4 separate regions of the Mus musculus genome follow, and all the other regions are linked to region 2. The links are chromatin contacts, called in public Hi-C and HiChIP or PLAC-seq maps. All regions are on one chromosome and are shown on one strand. The core of a region is the stretch at or near the end of the contact, and the rest is flanking DNA. Distances in the headings are between cores, read along the strand shown.

What was found. Hi-C and Micro-C count contacts between places; a contact is called where the count stands out from the background. HiChIP or PLAC-seq counts read pairs in DNA pulled down with a chosen protein or histone mark.
Region 1: an H3K27ac HiChIP or PLAC-seq map of embryonic stem cells shows a contact between it and region 2, with 8 times the contacts expected there. The contact joins the promoter of Itpk1 here to the promoter of Dicer1 in region 2.
Region 3: a contact with region 2 is called in a Hi-C map of CD8 T cells, with 4 times the contacts expected there. The contact joins the promoter of Golga5 here to the promoter of Dicer1 in region 2. A contact is called at or near these places in 2 of 39 promoter capture datasets (liver and pre-B cells) and 2 of 484 Hi-C or Micro-C datasets (CD8 T cells and muscle stem cells).
Region 4: a Hi-C map of B cells shows a contact between it and region 2, with 5 read pairs. The contact joins the promoter of Trip11 here to the promoter of Dicer1 in region 2. A contact is called at or near these places in 2 of 39 promoter capture datasets (liver and pre-B cells) and 1 of 484 Hi-C or Micro-C datasets (B cells).

The regions. Positions count from the first base shown.
Region 1 is chr12:102,703,562-102,706,261 of GRCm38.p6, forward strand. Itpk1 (inositol 1,3,4-triphosphate 5/6 kinase) reads right to left here and starts at 1,308. Exons shown (of 10, transcript NM_172584.3): 1 at 1,161-1,308. The coding sequence starts at 1,255.
Region 2 is chr12:104,750,692-104,753,492 of GRCm38.p6, forward strand. Dicer1 (dicer 1, ribonuclease type III) reads right to left here and starts at 1,261. Exons shown (of 27, transcript NM_148948.2): 1 at 1,057-1,261.
Region 3 is chr12:102,467,712-102,470,411 of GRCm38.p6, forward strand. Golga5 (golgi autoantigen, golgin subfamily a, 5) reads left to right here and starts at 1,423. Exons shown (of 13, transcript NM_001199004.1): 1 at 1,423-1,652. It overlaps Gm30198 (a long non-coding RNA gene), which reads left to right. Exons shown (of 3, transcript XR_381856.1): 3 at 1-165.
Region 4 is chr12:101,911,843-101,914,595 of GRCm38.p6, forward strand. Trip11 (thyroid hormone receptor interactor 11) reads right to left here and starts at 1,329. Exons shown (of 21, transcript NM_028446.1): 1 at 848-1,329. The coding sequence starts at 986. Gm20036 (predicted gene, 20036) reads left to right here and starts at 825. Exons shown (of 2, transcript NR_152255.1): 1 at 825-2,135; 2 at 2,753.

The DNA.
Region 1 (2,700 bases), core at 58-2,557, 2.0 Mb before region 2:
TCCAGTTGTGGTCAAGGAGGGCCTGTAAGGCTTGCCTGGGGCAGAGAAGCAGCAGGCTCTTGGACAGCCATGAGGGGCAAGGCAGTGCTGCCAGGGCGGCCTCTATGTGCCAGCTCAGACTGCTAACTAACCCCTGTGCACCAAGGGATAATGGAAGCCCAACTGTTCAATTCTCCAAAATTCGGGGCACCCACCAGGGATGGAACTACAAGTGAAGTCCATTTTCAAAAGTCAAATCTACTAAGTGAAAAGACTACCTAACAAAAGGTTTCCACCCGGAGTTTGCAAAAGGCTTCGGGGATGGGGTGTGGGGGCTGGATTCTCTTAGGCTTTCATTGAGAAGCTGTAACCAATAGCTCTGCGGAGAGGCAAGGCACACCTGACTCTAGGAACCCAGCACTTCTGTAATGTATTAAGAGCAAGCTCCATCAAAGCCCTCGGTCTCTGCCACTGAAGCACCAGCGCAGGGAGAACGAGGTGCTCAGCCGGAATGGCAGAAGACAATTCTACCCTACGTGGGTCCACCCATCACTTTCTATGCTCTGCCACTCCTTGGCCCTGGGACTACAAGGCAGGTACCCCACCTCTCTGCTGGTAGGTGTCCCTCTTCTAAGACACGTGGCCCAGAATCACCATCCTGGCTAATTTGCGAGGCTGCTGCGAGGCTCTAATGAGACAGCAAATCACCACAGACAAGCCAAGTATCGCTACTCATTTCAACTGGGCTTAAGCCGGCTGATATGCAATGACAGCTTCAGGAGCCGTGCACACGCGAGGCACGTAGTAGGCTCCACACAAACGCCGGTATCCTGCTCTACTAAGGGGAAGAAGAGGGAGGAAGAAAAACACACCAGTCCAAAAGTACCCTCTAACCCCTGACTGCTGGCGTGGACTCCCCGATTTCCCGGGTCCCACCACCCTGGACGGCCAGGGATCTCCCGGCACGACCCCAGTGCACCTGAGAGCCGCGGTCCGAACCCAACGCCCACAGCGGCCACGCTCCCCTCGGACACAGCCCGCGGCCCCCCGCGGCCACCTTGCTGCTCCGAACCAGCCCTCAGCGCGCGCCGCTCCTTCCCGGGTCGCCGTCGTCTGCCCCGCGCCCGCCGAGGGTAACCAGGCTCGGGCCGCGGGGGTCCCCAAGCCGCGTCCCTCCTCACCTGCACAGCTCCGCGAAGGCCTGGAAATTGAGCTTCTTGACTTTCTTCTCGCTCAGCCAGTAGCCAACTCTCTTCCCTTTCAGGAAGGTCTGCATCTTCTTCCTCCTCGGCCCGGGAGCCTGGGTCCGGAGGAAATTGCCCACAGGCCGAGCGTGTGGGGCCGGCGCGCGCCGCGAGCGTGCGGGCACCTCCTCCGGCGGCGGCGGCGGGGACGCGGAGCGGGCTTCAGCGCGCGGTCCTACCGGGCGGGGCGGCGGGCGGGGCGGGCCGGGGCGGGGCGGCGGCTGGGGGGCGGAGGCTCAGCGCGCCGCGCCACTGGCTGGGCCCCGCGGGTGGGCGCGCCCCGCCGCCGCCCCGCCCCCTCCGCCCCGCGGGGCTCGCCCGCGCAGGGACGTGCGCCCCGCAGCACCGTGCGCCGCTCGAGGACTCTAGGGATCCCGGGCCGCCGCCCGAGACCGCACCCGAGCCTCGAGCCCGAGCTGGAGCACGCCCTCCCGCGGCGAGGGTTCGCCCGCGCGTGCCTCTCGGACGCGCGGGGACCCCCTCGGGGAGCGCGCCGCCGTGTCCCCCGCCCTTCCTGCCCCAGCGCCCGCGCACACGCCACGCACACGCGGGGCCTGGGGCAGAGCTCCCGGAGGAGGAAGCGCCGGTTACCGCCAGGGGGCGCCAATGAGTCTTAAAGGCGCCGCCGCTAGTGGCGGGGTGCTGGATGGTGGCCAGGGCAGAGTGGGGTGAGGGAGTCGTGGTGTGGGCGCCTTGTGTCTATCTTGGAGGGCGGCCAAACCACTGGGCTTCGTTGCTCCTTGGCAGCACAGCGGGGATTGCCCCCAGAGGCAATTCGTTGCAATTGTCCTGTACTATCTCCACAACTGCCCCAGGTTCACACTCTGGGGTCCCTTTCAGCGGAGGGAGAGAAGCAGCCAGAGTGCACATAGCATCTTCAGGAGAGCCTTTTCTTTGCTAGGTGAAGGGACGTAGCTCGGCGTCTGACTTAGTGCTTTGGATCCTCTGAGCCACCTGCTCTACCCCGGCCTATGGGACAGTACTTAGCATTCCAGCCATCTCCAGCCTATGCTTTAGGCATTGGGAGGAGAAATTGGAGGCTCTCCCCAGACACAGACAGGGAAAAAAAAATGGGTTCCCGTGTGTAAAGAAAGACATTTTATCTGGCTTTGGAAATAAAGACAATTTTTGAAGATCTGAGATGAGAAAAGGCTTGAAGAAATGAAAGCTGTTAGTAAAGTGACAGAAACGGGCCTTGACCAGACTTGAGGAGTTACACCAAGTCCCTTTTTCCGGCTTAGATCCTGACCTTGGGCAGTGTCCTTGGTCCCCCTTGGTTCAGTTTTAGCAAGAAACCTCCTGAGTCAGAAAAGTTCGCCATCCCTGGTATCAGATCACTGCGGCCTGTCTGCAGTAAGAATGCTGTCAAGTGGGGCTGCTGAGATGGCTCAGCTGGTAAGGGTACTTGTGGCCAAACCTGACAACGAGAGTTCTATTCTCCACAGCGTAGATGGAGAGAACTAAGTCCATGTTTTCC
Region 2 (2,801 bases), core at 11-2,510:
GAACTCAGTCCCCAAAGATATCAAAAAGATATTTCCAAAAACACCCAAACTACTGCTTGCTACAAGCCTCACCCAGTATTCACCTTTCGGTTACATTTCAGGTCCTTGGTTACCATGAAAATTTTTGCCTAGAAAACTTAAAATGTTTATACCAATGAATTTCCAACTCAGCGATCCTACTTTACAACAGGTTTGAAAAACATATCTCAAGTTGCTTAACTCTTGAACTGCATCCTTTCCTACTGACTTACAGTGAGGTTCCTCAGAAAACTAACAATCAAAGATTCAGAAACTCAGGAGCGAACTCCCAAGTAAGTCTCTTTCACCCGATGACGTCTTTCAACACTTGATCACCATAATACTTAGGGCATCATATATCGGTAACTAACCCTTTAATCACAAGTCTACTCATAAAAGCAAGGACTATTACAGATCATAGACTCCCAGTCATCCATTTGGGCAAGTCTTCAGGACACTGGCTCTGTCCTGAAGGCAAAGTCACAAGGGCAGCTCATCTCTGCTAGGCAATCCACACCAATTTGGTGTGCTGGCTGGAGATGCACACAGATTTGGCTGAACGAAAGCCCCTTAAGCAAAGACCCTTCTTCGCAAGGTCCAGACGACCTAAAAGGGGAGGGGCACAAAACATGGCCTGGGCCACCCACCCCCTAGGGCCAGCCTTGGTCACCTGCCAATAAACACACAACAGTCCTTCCCAGGGCTCCAGCCCGCACCTCGCTGAGGCCTTGTCCCCCTCCAGATCCTCGGAGGCATCCAGGGGTCCCGCGCCATTTGGCAGGCCCGGGTCGCTCCCGAGACGCCGGCCCGCGTGGATACCTCCTGTCTTCTCCCGGGCTTCGAACGCGGAACGGGACCTGTCAAAGGCCGCTCCTCCTAAGGCGGGGGTGCGGAGAGGCCCGCGTGGACAGTTCTCTGCCCGGGCTCGGCGTCGCGGCCTGCTCCCGGCGCCCGCGCGGGCCTCGCGCAAGAGGCGGGCCGGGCATCGCCGTCCCCCGGGCCCGGACACAAAGCGGCCCAGCAGGGAGCCCGCCTCACCTGCAGCACTGGGCGCCGCGGGCCTTCCAGAACCATCGGACCCCGCTCCGGCGCGCGCGTCACAGCCCAGGCCTCCCGGTGCCGCCCGGCGCCGCCGCCGCCGCCGCCATTTCCTGCCGCTCGCCGTCGTCTCGTTCCCGCTGTCAGGTTACTCCATTCACCTGGGCCCGGAGCCGCCCGCGCCGCACCGCGCCGCGCCCCGACCCCTCCCGCCCGCGCCTGCGGAGACTGCGCAGCGCCCTGCTCGCCCGCAGCCCGCGCTCGGCCCGCGGCGACGGCGCACAGCGGCTTGGAGAATCCCACCGGCGTCGCGCCGCCGCTCCGCGCCCCCTCGCTCGCTCGCCCCGCGGCCGCATGAAAGCCGTCCTGTGATTGGACGGAGCGCGGAGGTGAAAGGTTAACCCCGGCCCCCCAGCCACTCAGAAGCCGGGAGACAGCAGACTCGGGCCGAGGCCGCGTCGGAGGCCCAATGCGAAGACCGAGCTCTGCAACGCAGTCAGCCAGCCTGCCGGCCGGCCGGAATCCTGAACGCGCCGCTGGGGCTACGCAGTCCCAGCTCCCGGCTCCTTTCCCTTCCTGATGATGGCACACATCGCCCCCATCCGCAAGCCCCGCTGCACCGCTCTTTTGGTCCAAAGAACTGATCTCTTTGGGCAGCCCTCAAAACCAACTTGAATAACCAGAAAATGCCCGCGGCGTGCAAACTTGGTTTTATAAGGCTGAGCTTTCTGCTGCGTCTTCTTGCTGAGATCAGAGGAGTAAAGAGACCGACTTAAAGAAAACCATCTTAGTGTAGGACCCTCCCCCACCTCCGTGTAGGCATCTTGGAAAAAGACTCCGGAATAGACTGGTACTCCAGGTGAGGGATGGACGCTTCTAGCCCCGGGCTTCTCTCAGCCACTGGAAGCGCTTACCTGTCCGTCTGAACTATGTCCAACAGTCCCACGTAGTGGTTGTTACCTCTCCAAATTAAGGCTAATCTTTAATAAGTGCAAGTGATTTGTTTATTTGAATAAATACTAGTGTCATTTGTTTCAATTTTTTTATTACTGTTATTTCGAAAGTAGGTCTCACTATGTAGACCAGGCTGTCCTCAAACTCCGCCTGCCTCTGCCTCTCAATTTTTGGGTTTAAACGTGTGTGCCACGCCGGGCGTGGTGGGGCACGCCTTTAATCCCAACACTTGGGAGGTAGAGGCAGGCGGATTTCTGGGTCCGAGACCAGCTTGGTCTACAGAGTGAATTCCAGGACAGCCAGGGCTATTACACAGAGAAACCCTGTCTCGGGAAAAAAAAAAGATATTTTTTTAAAGACTAACTCCTTGTCCATTAGCAGATGTTTCTGATTTCTTTACCTTTAACTTGGAGGCAATATGGTCCATTTGTTTTGTTTTGTTTTGTTTTGTTTTGTTTTTCGACACAATGTTTCTCTGTATAGCTCTGGCTGTCCTGGAACTTGCTCTGTACACCAAATTGGCCTTGAACTCATAAAGATCCAACTGCCTCTGCCTCCCAAGCACTGGGATTAAAGGCGTGCACCACATCCTCGGCTGTCTTTCAAAAAAAAAAATGGATTTGGACTATCCCAGCATGAGGAGGAGGAGGTTACCATAGCAAAATCACAGATCAAGGCCAGCCTGAGCTACATGCCAAAGCCCTGGCACATACATATATGATATATATACTATATTTGTATCATGTATATGATGTATGTATTATATATGATATCTATCATATATATGTATC
Region 3 (2,700 bases), core at 173-2,672, 2.3 Mb before region 2:
GACACCTCCCTTTTAAGGACAGATAATATTGGAACCAGATTATTTAACATCTCTGAGTCTTAGTTTCCTCAATGCCCAAACGCACTTACTTGAGAATTTACCATAGGCTTTTCAGTTGGCGAAATTAGCCTGGTCCTGTTTACCCAGTAGATGTAGCCTTCAGTGAATTATTGAACACAGATTTTCTTTTTAAAAACCCATTTCAAAAAGTCTGTGAGCTGTATGCAAAATATAACTATAGCACTATTGAATAATAGTCTCAGTTCAAGTTATCTTTTCTACAAGGAACCCTCACAAACTGACTTATTTTCCTACCTCGGGATACTTCTCCCTGTTTCTCTTGGTTTACAAAAGGCTCTGAACTATTGTTGATTCATTAGTTTAGGCAAAATCCATCTCTGTCACTTGAAAGCAGGTTCTTTTTAAAAAATTGTATTCTTTTATTTTTTTTCTTATACTATTTTATGTATTTACATTCCAAATGTTGCCCCCCTTACTGGTCCCCCCTTCCCGAGTTCTTCACCCCATCCCTTTAAATTGTATTCTTTTTTTCTTTTAAAGATTTATTTCATTTATATGAGTACACTGTAGCTGCCCTCAGGCACACCAGGAGAGGGCACCAGATCCCATCCCATTACAGTTGGTTGTGAGCCATTGACCTCAGGACCTCTGGAAGAGCAAGCAGCCAGTGCTCTTAACCACTGAGCCACCTCTCCAGCCCTTGTATTTTTTTTTTAATTGGATATTTTTTTTGTTTACATTTCAAATGTTATCCCCTTTCCCAGTTTTTTTAAAATTAGGTATTTTTCTCATTTACATTTCCAATGCTATCCCAAAAAGTCCCCCATACCCTCCCACCCACTCCCACTTTTTGGCCCTGGCGTTCCCTTGTACTGGGCATATAAAGTTTGCAAGTCCAATGGGCCTCTCTTTCCAGTGATGGCCGACTAGGCCATCTTTTGATACATATGCAGCTAGAGTCAAGAGCTCCGGGGTACTGTTAGTTCATAATGTTGTTCCACAGCCCTTGTATTTTTAATTTGTGTGTGTGTGTGTGTGTGTGTGTGTGTGTGTGTGTGCTTTGTGAATGAACTCAGAACTCAGAACTCAGGCCGTTAGTCCTGGCTATTTATCTATGTACTCTATTTACTGAACCATCCCACAGGCCCAGGGATTAGACAGTTCCAGTCTCTGCCTCGAAATCCTCACGTGTAAAACTTTTGAAAGGGAGGAGGAGCTCAGAGGCCTGGGCCGGCTCATGCCCCGCCCAGTTTGGCTTGGGCCCGCCCCTGTGGTGCTCGGGACCCTGCCCCCCGTTGTGGGCGTGCTCCGCAATGTTGTGGAGGCCGCGTGCCGGCGGCGTTACGTCACACGCACGCTGGCGCGGCACCCGGTTCGGCGGCAGACGGAAGGGGGCGTGGCCTGGCGCTAGGGCCCCGCGGCCGCCGGCGCCGCCGCCTGAGTGACCTGCTAGGCGGCCGGCGGCGCTCAGCTTCCGGCCACTCAGGCAGCTCGTTGGCCACTCTGTTTTGAGGTCCTCGCCGCCCTTCCACGTCTCCCGGAAGAGCTAGCCGGCAGGTCCGGGAGCAGCGGGCTGCTGTGGCGGCCCGGGCGGGCGACGAGGCCGCGGTGCTGCCGCTCGGCGTCCTCAGGTGAGGCGCGACCAGGCCGCGGGCGGGACGGCTTGGCCTGCGGGACCCGGTCTCCGCCTTTCCCGAGCGCTGTCGTGCTCGTCTTCGCTCAGGGACAAGGAAGGGGATGCCAGAGCCCCGTAGCCTCCGGATACCGAGGCTGACCCGCCCTCCACCCCGACTCTGCTCTGGGGACCCAGTACGATGTGTTCTCGCCTCTCGGGGACCCGTGGTCACACCGCCGGGCCTGACCCCTGACCCCCGCCTCTGTGTGACATCTGACCTTCCCGGTGGCTTTGCACCACGGGAAGTCCCCTCTTGGAGTCTGTCACTGAGATAAGAGCTCAGGTTTAGTGTCTACGATCCACGTGAAAGATATGTTTTAAAGCCCCGTTAACTTTCAGATGGGAGGCAAGACATTAATTGTCTTCAGGCTTTTTTTTATTAGGAGAGCTACTTTTCTCTCGCTCATCACTAATTTTTACATCGAGCTTGTGTAACGTTTTATAAGTCAGAAGGCATGTTACATTCCTTTTTCATTTGGTTTCTCATAAATTGAAATACACACTTAAATGGGTTTCCTAAAGAGTGTGTTGAAACAGTTAACTTCCGACGAGGTTAGAGCGGAGAGGTTAAAAGGTGGGTTTACCTCTAGGTTGACCTAGATTCCAGTGTCTGAGGTGCCATCGAAGTTCCAGGATCTTTCTAAGCCATATCCATCTTTATTTGTTTCTAAAGGACTTTACAGTTTGCCATATAATGTAGCTGAGCATTATGTTACTATATTATTTTTATTATTTTATTTTTATATTATATTATTTTTAGTGATAGTGTTTGCACAACACTTGACATATAAGGATGAATTACTTCAGTAGTGTTTCTAGGAGTGCCTGTGTGTGGGCTAGAATTGGAATTTATCATTGAGCAAACCAGGCATTGTGTGTATCCACCCACTCCCCCTTCCCCAGCAGGGAGAGACATGTTTTAAAACAACAGTTGCAACAACCTGAAGCAGTGTAAGGCAAAAGAAGGGCATGCACACAGAATAAAAAGACCTAGCATAGAAGGG
Region 4 (2,753 bases), core at 79-2,578, 2.8 Mb before region 2:
ATGATGACTTCAAAAATAAGGGAAGGAGCCTGGCCAGGTGAATGGGTGAGTAAAGGTGTTTGTCGTTCAAGCAAAGTAAAAGGAATTCCATCCTCAAATTCCACCTAAAGGGGAAAAGAGAACTCCACAATGTTGTCTACTGGCCTCCACACACGGGCGATGAGGTAGACACTCATGCATATGTGCATCATTTACACACACACACACACACACAGAGAGACAGACAGACAGACAGACAGAGACACCACAATATTTTTCAAGTTTTAAAGTGAGTAAAGGTAGGTAAGATTCTCAAAAGATAAAGTTCTCCAAAAGTATGGGAGAATGTGCCATCCTACACAAAACTACGTTTTCAGCTGCAAAGTGTCTTCAAGATGAGCAAAATTAGAAAACAATTGAATAGAAAAACAGCCCTATTCCCCTAACAACGTGCTAAAGCCAGATCAAGTGTTTAATCTTGAGTAATTAATGTTACAAAGTATTTGGGGGGAAGGAGGGCAATTGCCATACTTTAGTTGTCATACTAAAGGAATAGGATCAAAGTGAGATCAGCCCCCAAACTATGGGCGAAGTAAGTAATAGGCATGGGCCACCCAAATAACCCTATTCGGCATAGAAACAGCAGGTCCACTTCGCTGAGCTATCCAGCGTATTCAATGAGGGGAGAGGTCCAGAATTCTCCACCGTGGTCCTGAAGGCTGGAAAAGCGGCTACGGAGGTAAAGGGAGGAGAGCAGAGAAAAAAGCGTGGAGTGACTCCTTCGGGACCCGTCCGCGTCTGCCGACCGACCGGACCCGGAACCAAGTGGATCCCAACCGAGCCCCACCGCCCTCGCTCCAGCTGTTACCTGGCACATCCTCCGTGCCCTCCAACAGCATATCCTTCGTGAAGTTCGAAATCTGGCCAGTGAGGGAAGCCAGGCTGCCCCCTACTTGACCGAGAGACTGGCCCAAGCCGGAGCCGAGGCCCCCGAGCCAGGACGACATCGCTGCGGGTGGACACGTCCTCTCCAAATGTCCCTGGACGCCGAAGCTGGTGCGGATCCAGACGCTGAGGACTCGCAGGACACGGCACTCCCACCAACGGCCGCGTCAGAAAGCCGAGGCCCGGCCTGACGCTTCACCAAGGGTTCGCCGTTGTGGACACCGTGGGCCCCGCGAGGCCTCTGCTCATTCCCACGGCTTCCCGCCGTGCGGCTGCACTACTTCTTTCTCAGCTTTACTGACTTTCCTCAGTTTCGTGGGCCAGTCCTGCCAACTCAACGCCGGCCGCCATGACACTGCCGGGAAAGCGGCAGTGACCATAGAGAAGCTTCGCGATAGCGTAGAAGGGCCGCTGCCAGAGGCGTCCCGGGCGCGAAGGACCGTGGGATCGCGGAGGACCAAGTAAATGGGCCAGCCAGATCCGTGACTTCCGCGTAACCTGCGGAACTTTAGGTGGAGACCGAAAAGGCAGTGGCGGCGGCGGTGGCTCTTCCCACCTGCGCAGCTGCTTTTGTTTGTAAGAGGAAGTAACCCTTGACAGTGCCTTCTGATCCTGTCTACAAGAGCTATTGCATCGCTAGGATTCGATAGGGTCGTCCCACCCCACAGGGAAGCAACCTCAATCCATCTGCATTACTCTATTATCCAGCGTCTGCGGATATAAGAGCATCCGTGCCAGAGGGTTGGAAACGAGGCTACAAAGCTGAAAAAGCGGGTTGCAATTCAAATGTCCAGGCAGAAAACCCTTGTTTTGGTGTTTGTTTTCAGTTACCATGCACTTAAAGGATTGTGGGATCCCATGACCGCCTCTCAAATGATCCCTCTCTGAATAATTTTCACCAGATATCTATTTGAATTTAGGGGTTGCCTCCGAGGGTTTTTCAGCTTCCGTGTCCCAGAACAAGGAATTGGACAGAGACACGTGGCTAGTAGTAAGGAAGACAAGAAAATGAAGAAAAGACACACACCCAAGAGAAGCAGCAGGCCAGAACACTGTCATTGGGGGTGGGGTTGACGAGCTACACTTTCAGCTTGAATGATGGAGAATTTTTGGTGCTGAAGATCAAATCCAGAGACTTGTACAGGCATTGAGGCTTTTCGGCTTAGCCACATCCTCAGCCCTTGTTTGAGATAGGCTCTCCTATAATCCAGGTTGGTTTTGAACTGATGACCCTTCTGCTTCTACCTCATGAGTACTGGATTACAAGAATGTACCATCATGCCCAATACAGTGTTTTTAAGTGTAGTATATATAGTCGTCAAATGATTTAACATGTCTACTGTTAATTCTGGGCACTAGGGAATGTTAGGGAGAAAGTAAAACAGGGTAAGGTAAGGAGAGTATGGGCATGCCACAGTAGGTTGAGCCCTGGGGATGTAGAAAATGGCTGAGGACTCCACAATAAGATAATCTTGCATAGAGACTTGAAATGAGCAAGTGAGAGATACAGCTATGGGGGGGGGGCGCTCCCATATAGCTTATCTAGACAATAAGACATAACTGAGTATAATAAAGTCCCTTTGGCTGGAGGCCCCTGGCAATTTTGAGAATTTATAAGAAGGCAAGGATGGCTTAAGAATGAATTGGGGAATATTTGTAAGTATGGACCCAGAAGGCATGAAGAAGTTGAGTCCCAAGGGCCCAGTAGCCCATGAACAGGACTCTGGCTTTTATTCCGTCTAGAATGATGAGTGATGAGTGACATGAATTTAGTTGGGTTCATGAATGACTGAAAAGTTTAGCAACTGTAATCTCCTTTTTTCTGTAGG